Linked DNA regions of Mus musculus: region 1 is linked to region 2. A link is a contact called in public HiChIP or PLAC-seq data. All regions are on one chromosome and are shown on one strand. Each heading gives the region's core, a stretch centred on a gene start, on an enhancer-like site or on the middle of the called end of the contact. The rest is flanking DNA. Distances are from core to core; before and after follow the strand shown. Region 1 overlaps Gm41230 (predicted gene, 41230). Region 2 has its middle 57 kb from the start of Klf5.

Evidence for each region. HiChIP or PLAC-seq counts read pairs in DNA pulled down with a chosen protein or histone mark.
Region 1: an H3K27ac HiChIP or PLAC-seq map of embryonic stem cells shows a contact between it and region 2, with 6 read pairs. The contact joins two enhancer-like sites. A contact is called at or near these places in 1 of 484 Hi-C or Micro-C datasets (embryonic stem cells) and 3 of 115 datasets of contacts at active chromatin or transcription factors (embryonic stem cells and pancreatic cancer cells).

Annotation. Positions count from the first base shown.
Region 1 is chr14:99,535,583-99,542,113 of GRCm38.p6, reverse strand. The region is part of intron 1 of Gm41230 (predicted gene, 41230); the gene reads right to left. Among named protein-coding and RNA genes, the nearest start is that of Gm41230, 17 kb to the right of the region's middle. Within about 2 kb of position 4,628, at least 10 of the 459 cell types and tissues checked have an H3K27ac peak or open chromatin away from gene starts, as enhancers often do. A contact at or near this core is called in embryonic stem cells, where this site is marked.
Region 2 is chr14:99,352,228-99,358,887 of GRCm38.p6, reverse strand. No RefSeq gene overlaps it. Among named protein-coding and RNA genes, the nearest start is that of Klf5, 57 kb to the right of the region's middle. Within about 2 kb of position 4,202, at least 10 of the 459 cell types and tissues checked have an H3K27ac peak or open chromatin away from gene starts, as enhancers often do. A contact at or near this core is called in embryonic stem cells, where this site is marked.

The DNA.
Region 1 (6,531 bases), core at 3,379-5,878, 180 kb before region 2:
ATGAACTCAGAAATTAGATACTGAGAAAATAAATACCCCAGGGAAAAGGGGGAATGCAGATCCAAACAGAATTCTCACAAGAGGGATCTCAAGTGGCTGAGAAATGCTTGAAATGTTCAGCATCCTTAGTCATCAGGGAAATGCAAATCAAAACTTCTTTGAAATTCCATCTTACACTTGTCAGAATGGCTATGCTCAATAACACAAGTGACAACTCATGCTGGCAAGGATGTGGAGTGAGGAGAACACTCATCTGTTGCTGGTAGGAGTGCAAACTTATATACCCATTAGGGAAACCAGTGTGGTGGTTCTTCAAGAAGAGCTACTTCAAGATCCAGCTACACCATTCTTAGACATACACCCAAAGGACACTTCTTCCTACCACAAAGGAAGTTTTTCAACCATGCTCCCTGCTGCTCTATTCATGATAGCCAAAACCTAGAAACAACGTAGATGTCCCTCAACAGATGAGCGGATAAAAAAAAAATGTACATTTACATTATAGTATTCTTCTGTGAAAGAAAAAATAATAATAAAACCATGAAAATAATATGTAAATCATTGGAACAGGAAAGATTAATCCTGAGTGGTAGGTAATCCAGACCTAGAAACACATAATTATATTCATGTATATCAGTTGTTAAGTCAATGATAACCAAGCTATAATTCATAGAACTGCAGAGTTTGGGTATAGAGTAAGGGACTCTGTAGGAGGTGGAGGGTAACAGATCTCCCTAGGAAGGAAAATAGAGTACATTGTTATAAGTGAATTGTGCCACTCTGGAAATCAATCTGGCGGTTCCTCAAAAAATTGGACATAGTACTACTGGAGGATCCCACAATACCTCTCCTGGGCATATATCCAGAAGATGTTCCAACTAGTAAGAAGGACACATGCTCCACTATGTTCATACCAGCCTCTTTTATAATAGCCAGAAGCTGGAAAGAACTCAGATGTCCCTCAAAAGAGGAATGGATACAGAAAATGTGGTACATTTACACAATGGAGTACTACTCAGCTATTAAAAAGAATGAGTTTATGAAATGCCTAGGAAAATGGAGGGACCTGGAGGATATCATCCTGAGTGAGGTAACCCAATCACAAAAGAACTCACATGATATGTACTCACTGATAAGTGGATATTAGCCCAGAAACTTAGAATACCCAAGATATAAGTTACAATTTGCAAAACACATGAAACTCAAGAAGAACGAAGACCAAAGTGTGGGCACTTTGCCCCTTCTTAGAATTGGGAAGAAAACACCCATAGAAGGAGTTACAGAGACAAAGTTTGGAGCTGAGACAAAAGGATGGACCATCTAGAGGCTGCCATATCCAGGGATCCATCCCATAATCAGCCTCCAAATGCTGACACTATTGCATACACCAGCAAGATTTTGCTGAAAGGACCCTAATAGAGTTGTCTCTTGTGAAGCTATGCCGGTGCCTGGCAAACACAGAAGTGAATGCTCATAGTCAGCTATTGGATGGAACACAGGGCCCCCAATGGAGGAGCTAGAGAAAGCACCCAAAGAGCTAAAAGGGTCTGCAACTCTATAGGTAGAACAACAATACGAACTAACCAGTACCCCCAGAGCTCGTGTCTCTAGCTGCCTATGTATCAGAAGATGGCCTAGTCGGCCATCATTGGGAAGAGAGGCCCCTTGGTCTTGCGAACTTTATATGCCTCAGTACAGGGGAATGCCAGGGCCAAGAAGTGGGAGTGGGTGGGTAGGGGAGTGGGGGCAGGGGTATGGTCGACTTTTGGGATAGCATTTGAAGTGTAAATGAAGAAAATACCTAATTAAAAAAATGAATTGTGAGGGGAATGGAACAGGACGATAGAGTGGAAATGAAGAGGCAGGCAAGGAAGTGAATATAGGGAGACATAGTTAAAATTAAGGGCCATTTATTTGATGTGTAGTATACAAACCTCATACAGTAGAAGCTTTTTAAAATCTATATATATGTGAAGGCAATTTAAACAAAATCATCAAATAATGGGGGAGACAGAGCTCTAACTCTCTGTCTCTTCACACCAAATGAAGCTTCCAATACCGGAATATCTAATGAAGTTGTTGGCCAAAGAGGTCCCATGAGAATTCCCCAATAAACCAGGCTATTGCTCTCCACAAATGGACAAGGCCCCATTAATGAAGACAAGTCAGTGAACACGAAGAGGAGCTGGTGCCTACATAGAGCTTTCACTCTTACGTGTTAATGCACATGAAGGTACTCTGCAGACTACCAAAGAAAAAAATCATTAGCCATCAAGTCAGCCATAAACCCTTTGATGTACAATGGTGTACTGCTCAAAAGATACGCTAGTGCCATAGTTGCACCAAGCTTGTGCGTATAACCAACCAACATCTGGCTAGACTTAATGCCCACTCCATGAGAGGGTATCTGTACCCTACACTGCTTAAATAGTGCTTAGGTACCTCAACAGCCTAAGGACCTTGGATAAAACCAAGTGAAAGAAAGAAAGAAAGAAAGAAAGAAAGAAAGAAAGAAAGAAAGAAAGAAGGAAGGAAGGAAGGAAGGAAGGAAGGAAGGAAGGAAGGAAGGAAGGAAGGAAGGAAGGAAGGAAGGAAGGAAGGAAGGAAGGAAGGAAGGACGAAGGGAGGGAGGGAGGAAGGAAGGAAGGAAGGAAGGAAAGAGAGAGAGAGAGAGAGAGAGAGAGAGAGAGAGAAAGAGAAAAAGATAGCAAAGTAGCACTAAATGGCTCTTAATGACATTCTGCTATACCCATAGATCAGTGCTTTGCTCAGCCATCATCAGAGAAATTTCTCCCTGGAGCAGATGGGAACAAATACAGAGGCCCACAGCCTGACATTATGCAGAGAATGAAAGACCTTGGAACACTCCCCATTAAATTTCTTCCTTCTGTGCTCAGGTCACCCTGTAGAAGAGGAGGCAAAAGAATGTAAGAGCCAGCAGGGATGGAAGACACCTTCCAAATCAACAGGATCAACACATGTGTAAACTCAGAGACTGAGGCAGCATGCACAGGGCCTGCTGAGATCTGCCACAGATGGGGTCCTAGAACTGAAAAGAGAGGTACACACATATCTCCATTTCTAACCTAGAAGCTACATCCAATTGGTAACCACTTGTAAATAAATACTTAGTTGTCTCTAAAGGAGTATCACTGAGGAAACAAAGTACTTTTAAGGGTAGGCTACATGCCCAGAACTAGACGTCCACTAGAAACCAAACAGTGGTGTCTTAGGAGGTTGTCTCTCATGATGTTGTGTCATGGAGTTTTTTATTTTATACACAGCTTTTTACTACCCCATAGGTAGATTTCTTGTAAACATATTATGGCTCCTGGTTTAGTATTCTTTATTGGATTCCTGAGTGTTCAAACAAGAAGATGTTTTGCATCTGTATCTGTTTCCTGTGCCTTTTCTTGAGCGTTCTTTCTTCTCTTTGTTTTGTCATAGTCACATGTATTAGTTTTTGCTTTATCTTATTATATTATATTTTATTATTATCCCTAGAAACCTGGTTGTTTTTATCATAGAGACAGAGAGTTGATCTGGATGGGAGGAGAGTTGAGAAGGGGAAACTGTAATTAGGATATATTATGTAAGACAAAAAGCTATTTTCAATAAAAGACAAAATTTAAAAAAATATATCAGATACTTATTGCCAAGAAAATTGGATAATGGTGCATGAATAAAAGCTGGCATTAATTCTTCGTGTTCCTTCTTTTAAAATAAATTGACAAATTAATTTTACTTCATTACTAACAAGCTATTATAATACTAATGTGTATTCTAGAGGGTTTTTTTTCCTTTTGTTTATGTTCTGGGTAAAATGGATTTTTTCCCAAAAGAATTTAAATGTGTTTGTTTATCACCATGATGTCATTACTCTTGTCTAGCAATCATGAAAACTAAGAGACCTTCAAGAGGTTAAATGATCGTTCTATAAACTCAGTTTAAAATTGAAGATTTCATGGGGGGGGGCATGGAAATACATAATTTTTCACTGCCTGGAGTTAAAGTATAATTATTTTTTTAAGTTACTTTCAATTAAGATAACTTATAAGAAAGTGCAGCGGTGGGTCCCAGGTTTGGTAGACTCCAAAGCCTCTTTGAAATTCAACTGAATTTTGCCTGTATTCCCCGAGAATGAGAGAAATTTGCAAGCTCCTCGGGCCTGTGTCCTCCTTATAAGAATCCTAAGATAGCTGTTAGGTCATGGGAATGACCAAATAAGATAAGCTTTGCTTCGCAAAATTTCTTTTGAAGATTTTATTTCTGGGATGTGAGGCAAATTTTAAGAAAATCAGATCTCCAGACAGCCCTGCCTCAAAAGACTGGCTTGAATTTTGGGAACTCTCCCCAACCCATGTCTAAGGAGGGTACTGTGACTCTGCATAGAGATCTGGAAGTCGCTTTAATCCTATGAATCCAGCCTATAACCATGAAACTCACCCCTCCCTGTACATTTCCAAGACTCTTTAAGGATATCAATATTCAAGTAGTAAATCCAGATCTCTATATATCTAGAGATGTGGGTCACTCCTGAAGTAATCTTTCATGGCCCACCTATCTGCTTCCAGTTGATTCTAATGTGTGGGCTGGCTAAGACCTGCTGGTTCCATCCGCCTCAGGTTCTTCATATGCAAACTAATGCTACCTCTTTGTTCACAAGATAAATGCTTGTTACAGTTTAGGAATGTAGTAAGAGGAATGTAATGTAGGAACTCTGTATGCTTTGGTTTAATTCTTTCCTTCCTACTAACAGGTTGGACCCTGGAGCTCTTTTCCTACCAAATGTCATTTGTTCTATAGGCCTGCCTGTTTACTGTTTCTCATTGAAACTGACCAATGGTGTTTGGAAATGATTCAACCTCCCTCCACACAAGGAAGCTGTTAGATTTTATCCTGGCAGCATGGAGCCTATAGCCTCTCTAGCCAGGCCTGGCTCACAAGGGACTTTTCTCCCTTCTTACTAACTAGATGGTCCAGAGAGAACACCCAGAAAAGACTCCTCTTCTCTATTGCAATTCGTAGTAATTGGAGATGCTTTGCAGTATCCCGAGATGCCTTTCCGATATTGGTTCCTGCTGGACACCTGTTCCTACCTGAAAGCCCAGCACTCACAATAGTTCAATCCAAGAACAGCGTGAGCACACAAAGTGTTCCAAAATGAGAAAGGAGAGAGAGAGAGAGAGAGAGAGAGAGAGAGAGAGAGAGCACATAGCAAACATGGACAATGTTCGTATACACTGTAGGAAAGGCAGAGACAGCAGAGGGAGAGAAGATATAATGGAGAGAGCGGGTAGAGGTGGGGTTTAGGGCCCTACCTTCACTCTACTAAATCAGAATCTCCAGGTTTGAGGAGTTTATAAATGTGTCTTTAGCACACTTTTCAGATGATGGTGATACATTAATAATAACATATAGACAAGAGATGGCTGCAGAGAGAGTTGTCAGATTTCTCCTCCTGCTCATGCCCTACGTACTACAATTCACACAGAAACCAGAGAGTCAGTTAGAGCCCCTTTGTGTGGGGGAAGGTGGGTGCTGATGTCAACAACTACATAGCTCCTGTTTTCAAAACTGTTTTCCTGTGCTCAAAAGCAGTCCCGTTCTCATGGTGTCTTAGTGCTGAACAGGTGTCCAGTCAAATCTCCTCTTCTATAGTCAAGGTATAACCTCCCCCATCAATCACTGGCCTGGTAACACCATCCGCACAGGAATAAATGGCTACAAACTCCTCCTGCCAAAGATGAAGGTCTTAGCCTTGCTGCCTCCATAAAGATGCTGCTAGAACATCCTCCCCAGCTAATTATTCCTCCCTGTACCACTCCCAGAAAGAGGAATTCCTATTCTCTAAAGCCTGAGAATATGTCCCATGTCATAGGCTAGGATAACAGCAATTCATTGAGGAAAGCTTCATATGGAATACAGATTTCAAATACATAATTTAAACAAAACAAAACGAAAAGCAAGAAAGAAGCATTTTTACAGTAGCGACTATACCAGATTTGGCAATGATTGACTTTGAAATTCATGGGGCTATTAGGGGCAAAAGTGAGTTGCAGAAGGGTAAATGATTGCCAGATCCAGGAGGCTGAGAAGTCACAGGCTTGTACAGGTGACCCAAGCTAACTGCCTGACAGATAGCACAGGGAAGCCTGCATGGTGCGTCATCATCGCCACACTAGTAAGAATGCAGAGTGCTGGGGTCACTCGATGAGCAGTCATCACTTTGGAATTTATAAATGGATGCCCGTGGATGCATAAAGAGTCATGCTTGCTTACTTAGCTTGGCTATTACTCTTACTGTTCTCCTTTTTTATAATGAAGTGGTTTTATGCTTCTGAAGCTTGGTTCATTAAGTCAATGCCATCATCCTATCTAGGACATTGGTCATTTTTATTGCAAAAGAAAAAAAAATCATTACTTCAAGAACATATGCCACATATTTTCCACGTCCTAAACTTTTCACCTGCTCTTGTTTTGTTTGGGGCTGATTCGTTGTAAGGAACAGCACATTGCCCAGAGGTCATC
Region 2 (6,660 bases), core at 2,953-5,452:
GTTTAAAGTGGAAGAATTGGTCCAGGATAACATGACCAGTGAGGGGGAGGAAAGCCAGACAATTTTAGTTCCAGAGTACTGAGAAAAAGAAAAGAAGAGGGGCCCAAGGAAAACTCCCAGAGATCACTAAAATTGGAAAAAAAAAAAAAAAGGCATTACATTTGTTTTATTTGGGGAGGGGTGTCAGTGTTGGGGTGGGCGTGTGAGCATGAGTGCCATGGTGTGCAAGGTCAGGGGAGGGGGGAGGGGGGCTGTCAGACAACTTGTGGGCATTCGTTTTCTCCTTCCACTGGGAACCTGACCCTGAGAGTCCCGCTCAGCAAGCAGACAGCTACGGCTTTGCTGGGGAGTGTGAAAACAGTCTGGGGACCTCCATTCTATCTGAAGAAAGCAGTAACCATGTGGATCAAGAGGGGAAAGATTTAAAAAAAAAAAAAAAAAAACATCCTAAGGGACTGGAGAGATGGTTCAGTGGTTAAGAGCACTGACTGCTCTTCCAGAGGTCCTGAGTTCAATTCCCAGCGACCACATGGTGACTCACAACCATCTATAATGGGTTCTGATGCCCTCTTCTGTTGTGTCTGGAGACAGTGACAGTGAAAATTAATAACTCTTTTTTAAAAATCTGAAATAGAAGCCTCGCGTGGTGACACATGCCTTTGATCCCAGCACTCGGGGAGGCAGAGGCAGGCGAATTTCTGAGTTCGAGGCCAGCCTGGTCTACAGAGTGAGTTCCAGGACAGCCAGAGCTACACAGAGAAACCCTGTCTCGAAAAACCAAAAAAACAAAAACAAAAACAAAAATCTGAAATACAAATATGAAGAATCTCAGCGTGGCAAGAACGTTAACAGAAAGAACTTGGATGGTGTAAGACGGCTGTGCGCAAAGGAAAATGGTTTCCCCTAAAGACTGGGCGTTTTTTGTTTTTTTTTTTTTTTTCACTTTCTACATGAAAGTGAAGATGGAGCTGGAGGTCCAAGCCCCAGAGATTCACCTGTAAAGCTCTGCAAATCACATCTTCAGGAGAAAGGGCAGCACTGGAAACAGGAGCCTCTCTGTTTGCTGCTCTGTGGACACCCCGTCTGAGATAGAAAGTTCTGTTTCCGTGGAAAGATTTCTCAAATAACCAGTCACGACTGTGTTTGTGTGTGATGTTTAATGTAGGGATGTCTATATAGCCCTGGCTATCCTGAACCTTGCTATGCATAGCAAACTGGCTGCAAACACACAGGGATCGGCTCGCCTTGTGGCTAATTTTTGTTTGTTTGTTTTTTGAGACGGGTTTCTCTGTGTAGCCCTGGCTGTCCTGGAACTCACTCTGTAAACCAGGCTGGCCTCGAACTCAGAAATCCGCCTGCCTCTGCCTCCCAAGTGCTGGGATTAAAGGCGTGTGCCACGACTGCCAGCTTTTTTTTTGTAAAGATTTATTTATTTATTACATATATGTACACTGTAACTGTCTTTCAAACACACCAGAGGTGGGTATCAGATCTCATTATGCTAGTAATGAGCCACCATGTGGTTGCTGGGATTTGAACGCAGGGCCTTCAGAAGAGCAGTCGGCGCTCTTAACCTCTGAGCCATCTTGCCAGCCCCCTCTTTTTTTTAATAATGCTTTTCATTTCTTTGTTTGTTTGTTTGTTTGTTTTGGTTTGGTTTGTTTTGGTTTGGTTTTGTTTCTTTTTTTTGTTTTTTTTATTTTTTTGATTTTTCGAGACAGGGTTTCTCTGTGTAGCTCTGGCTGTCCTGGAACTCACGCTGTAGACCAGGCTGGCCTTGAACTCAGAAATCCACCTGCCTCTGCCTCCCAAGTGCTGGGATTAAAGGTGTGCGCCACCACGCCCAGCCTTCTTCTCTTTTTTAAGATTTATTTATTTTATTGATATGAGCACACTGTTACCGTCTTCAAACACACCAGAAGAGGGCATCAGATTCCCATTACAGATAGTTGTGAGCCACCATGTGGTTGCTGGGAACTGAACTCAGGACCTCTGAAAGAGCTGTCAGTGCTCTTAACCGCTGAGCCATCTCTCCAGCTCTTCTTTTTTTAAGATCATAATATACTCGTATTATTTCTCCCTTTCCTTCTTTTCAACCCTGCTGTGTACCTCCCACCTTAATCTCTTTCAAATTCCTGGCTTCTTTTTCTTTAATTCTTATTAACACACACACACAAAATACAATCTATATAGTGTTACCTGTATGTATATGATAATTTGATAGCTGACCACTTAGTTTTAGATTGCCAGTTGGTGTGTTCTTCCCTAGGGAAACTATTTCTCCCACTCTCAGTGTTTTTTTCCTGGCAGTAACTCTGTCTGGGGTTGAGGCCTAGAGAGACTTCCCCTTCCACATCAGCATCTCTGTTGTAATTGTTTGGATTTTGTTAGGCAGCCAGATTACTGAAGTTTCCTTGTTGCTGCTTCTCTGACATTTCTTTCTTCTTTTTCTTTTTTTTTTTTTTTTTTTGGTTTTTCAAGACAGGGTTTCTCTGTGTAGCCCTGGCTGTCCTGGAACTCACTCTGTAAACCAGGCTGGCCTCGAACTCAGAAATCCACCTGCCTCTGCCTCCCAGATGCTGGGATTAAAGGCGTGAGCCACCACGCCCGGCTCTTCTCTGACATTTCTAGGAGACCCAATCTCACAGCACACTTGCAGTCTCTCTAGCTCTTCGATCTTTCCTCCTCTTCTTCCATGATGACGGTGATCCCTGAGCCACAGAGGTAGAAGTTGTGTTGTTGTATCAGCTGAGCCTGGGCGCCACAGATCTTCATTTTGATTAAGTTGTGGTTTTCTGTAATGGCCTAGGTTGCAAGGAGAAATTTCTTTGATGAGGGGCAGTCATAAAGTTTTTTAAAAATAAGTTTTCTATAAAATAATTGGCTGTGTGACTTTTAATTGACTCACTATTTTGTCCTTACTGTTTGCCGTACACGCATTTCCTAGGTGTAGAACAATGTTCCAGAGTCATACAGAGCTAGGCATAAATTAAAAGTTTTGAGTTTGGGTGGGGTTTTGGTTGGTTGGTTGGTTGTCTTTCTATGTGGCCCTGGCTGCTGGAACTCACTCTATAGACCTGGGTGGTACCAGGCTCACAGAGCTCCTCAACCTCCTACCTCCCAAGTGCTGGGATAAGAGTTATTGTGTTTAGTCCTGACTGTCAAGGAACTTTGTAGACCTAGCTGGCCTTGAACTCAGAGATCTGCCTACCTTGCCTCCCGAGGGAGGGCTGTGATTAAAGGAGTAACCCTGAAATTAAAATATTTAAAGACAAGCAATTTATAAAAGCTGGGTGTGGTGGCATAGCGTGAGCACCAAGGAGACCCAGGCTGGTAGGCAGGTTTATGATGCAAATTCAGGCCAGGGTTGCTGTGTGAGACTCAGTCTCAAAACAGAATTTAAAAAAAAAAAGTAAACAAACAAACAAAACAAAACAAAAAATCCCAGAAGCACTGGTTTGTTCCCATAACCCTATCTTCAAACCAGTGACTTCAAAGAGGAAGCCAAGGTTTCCTGGCACTTGAATTTAGCAATCTTAGCACTCAGTCTCCTGTAAATCTTTTCAAGTTCAAGGACAGCCAAGGATGTACAGTGACGTTTCATGTCAAAAAAGAAAGGGAAACGCAGTATTGCAGGAAGCCAGGTTAAACCCTTAACCATCTTTTCCAAGTAACTCTTAGAAATAAAATTTTATCTTCGTTCTAATGGCGTCTGAATAATCTATAACTCCAGCCTTCCCTTACTGCAGCCTGAGAAGGAAGCCCACACAAGAGGAAAGCAAGCCAGGAAAATGGCAGAAATAGGAGGACTTAGAGCCATCCCAAAGTCTCAAAGCTGGAACTGATTGGGCTGTGTTTTGATTCTTCCCACGCAGAGCTTACTGGTAGAGAAGAGCTGCTGATACCTGAGGGTGGGCGAAGATGGAACAGAAATAGATGAGGTGTCTTGATAGGTTCCTGGAAGGCAGATGACGAAAGAAGGGCGTGATAGATCCACCCCAAAGGTGACCACCTCAAGGCTTGAAGAAGCTGTTTTCAAGTTGTAGCTATGGTGGGGCCCAGCCCACACGCAGGGGTAGGAAAATGAATGGGAAGTGAACATTGGGCTGCTGTTGCTCTTTGGCAAAGCTAGATTATTGTGCCAAGAGGAATGAGAGGCCATAGCTATAGGAGAGTACAGAGCGTAGGTATTGCTTCTGAGGATGAGAGCTAGTGAGCTGGCAGGTGTCCAAGTTTCTTGCGGTCATCACCTTGTCCTGCCCCCTAATCCATAGGGAATCTCAATGGAGAAAGTTTTGCAGTTCAACTCCAGGACTTTCTGCAAATGGGAGAAGAGTCGAGAAGAAAACCTCGGGACTGGGGACTGGAGATATGGCTCAGTGGTTAAGAGCACCCTCTGCTTTTCCAGAGGTCCTGAGTTCAATTCCCAGCAACCACATGGTGGTTCACAACCATCTGTAATGACATCTGATGCCCTCTTCTGGTATGTCTGAAGACAGTGACAGTGTACTCACATATATAAAATAAATAAATCCTTGAAGAAGAAGGAGAAGACCTCAACCTGGCACCTGCTGACATTTGCAGTTAATACACAAGACCTGGAGAAGCCTGAGGCTCTTCAGTAGGGGAAATGGAAGCACTTACTGAAACTGGGCCAAGAGGTTCATTGTGATGGTAATTTGGGGAAGTAGACCGAAACTCAGGAGAGAAGAATGATTTAAACCAAAAGGTTTAGCACAGTGCTCCTGAATGCTCTCTTTTGCAGGTTTTGGAGGTATAGCACTGACCCAGCATAGATGGACAAGACTCCGGGGTCAACCCCTAAGCCCATAAAAATAAAAATAAATAAAAAAAACTTCTCAGCACTGATGAGAAAAAGAACCAGGCAAGACGATCAAATTACAGAACACGATGTGTGATTCGTTCCCTCATAAAATTTAAAATGGGTGAAATTATTTGTATTTATCAAGAACAAAAGGGCTGAGAATGTCTGATGTGACATTTCAAAAGAAGACAAATTCATGTGTGTCACACACTGCTTTGTAAGGTGGAATTTTACAAGAAGAACATGTTCTCTTTTGCATGAGAAATTAAGTGCATGGAGAAAAAAAAAAAACGTGGCAGTTAAAAAAGCAGGAACTAAATCTGTACCAACCGGCATTTTTTCCTAACCAGGTAAAAGGGGGTGCTCACAGCAGTGAGTAATTTTAATGACCAAAGCCCACATTATGGGATTAATAGCAGACAGAACTATAATCTAGTTTATAGTTATACTAGATTATATAGTTTACTAGATTATAGTTTTGTCTGCTGTTTCTTGGAACATTTTGGACTTGATTAATTGTTTGGATATATGTAAAACTATTCAAACTGAGTTTACCTAAAGTAACTTTACAGTCACCATCTGGCTAAACAGCATGCTGTATTTATTATTATTGTTACTATTATTATTATTATTAATTTTAAATTTTGAGATTGTAATGTAGTTACAGTTACATTGTTTCTCTCTTGAAACCCTCCCATACACCCCTCCTTGCTCTCTTTTCAAATGCATGGCCTCCTTTTTCACTAAGTGTTCTATGCATATACATTTGCATTTCTAAACACAACAGTAAAGCCTGCTCATTTACTTGTAGGTATGGTTAGGGTCTGATTGTTTGGTATAGAAACAGACTGCCTGCCGTTGCAGGAGTCCCAGCCAGCCATCCAGGTACATACATGTATGAAGAACACACTGAGGTGCTGCACGAGGAAGGCAGGACCAGACCAGCCTGGCTGTGATGGCATGTTGTGGGGCACTGTCCATCCGCTCAGCTGAAGTCTCTGGTAATTTGGTCATTCACCTCAGAAGCTGGGGGGGGGGGAGCTCTCGGGGTGGGGGGTGTTGTAAGCCACATGAATCAGAGTAAGACTCTCCTTGGCTCAATGAAAAGATATTGACGGATTCAATAACAGGAACCTGGCAAATGTCTGCCGACTGAAACCCAGAGGACCCATGCTAAATCACCTCTGCACCTTCTCTAGAAACACAAAAGCATTTTGAGAACATTCCATGTGTTTACCCTTCTAAGCCATCTTTTCTGTATTCTTTGGCAATTCCATACATGTATGGAATATATCCTAGTCTTGTCTTACCCTACCCAACTCTTCTCAAGCCCCTCCAACCCCCTGCTCACATCCATGGTTCAATGTTCCATGTTCTCTCTCTCTCTCTCTTTCTCTCTCTCTCTCTCTCTCTCTCTCTCTGTGTGTGTGTGTGTGTGTGTGTGTGTGTGTGTGTGTGTGTGTGTGTGTGTGAGAGAGAGAGAGAGAGAGAGACTCCAGTTAACGAATCCTACTGAGTCCAGTTAATGCTGCCTTCTTGAATGTTGGCTGGTGCTCCCTAGATCTGGTGCCAGGAGCCACAGGCTCAGTGGATCATGAGTATAATGGTAATTACTCCCAGAAGACAGCTTTTCACGATACCCTACACACACAGGAGCATTTTAGCAACTCTTTTTATTTCTATGTAACTAAACCATGTCATTTCAAATATGTTCTATGGTTTAAAAACACAGATAATTAAACCAGGCAGTAGATAACACATCTTTATTTCCAGCACTTGGGAGGCAGAGGCAGGCATATCTCTGTCCATTTAAGGCCACCCTGGTGTACAGAATG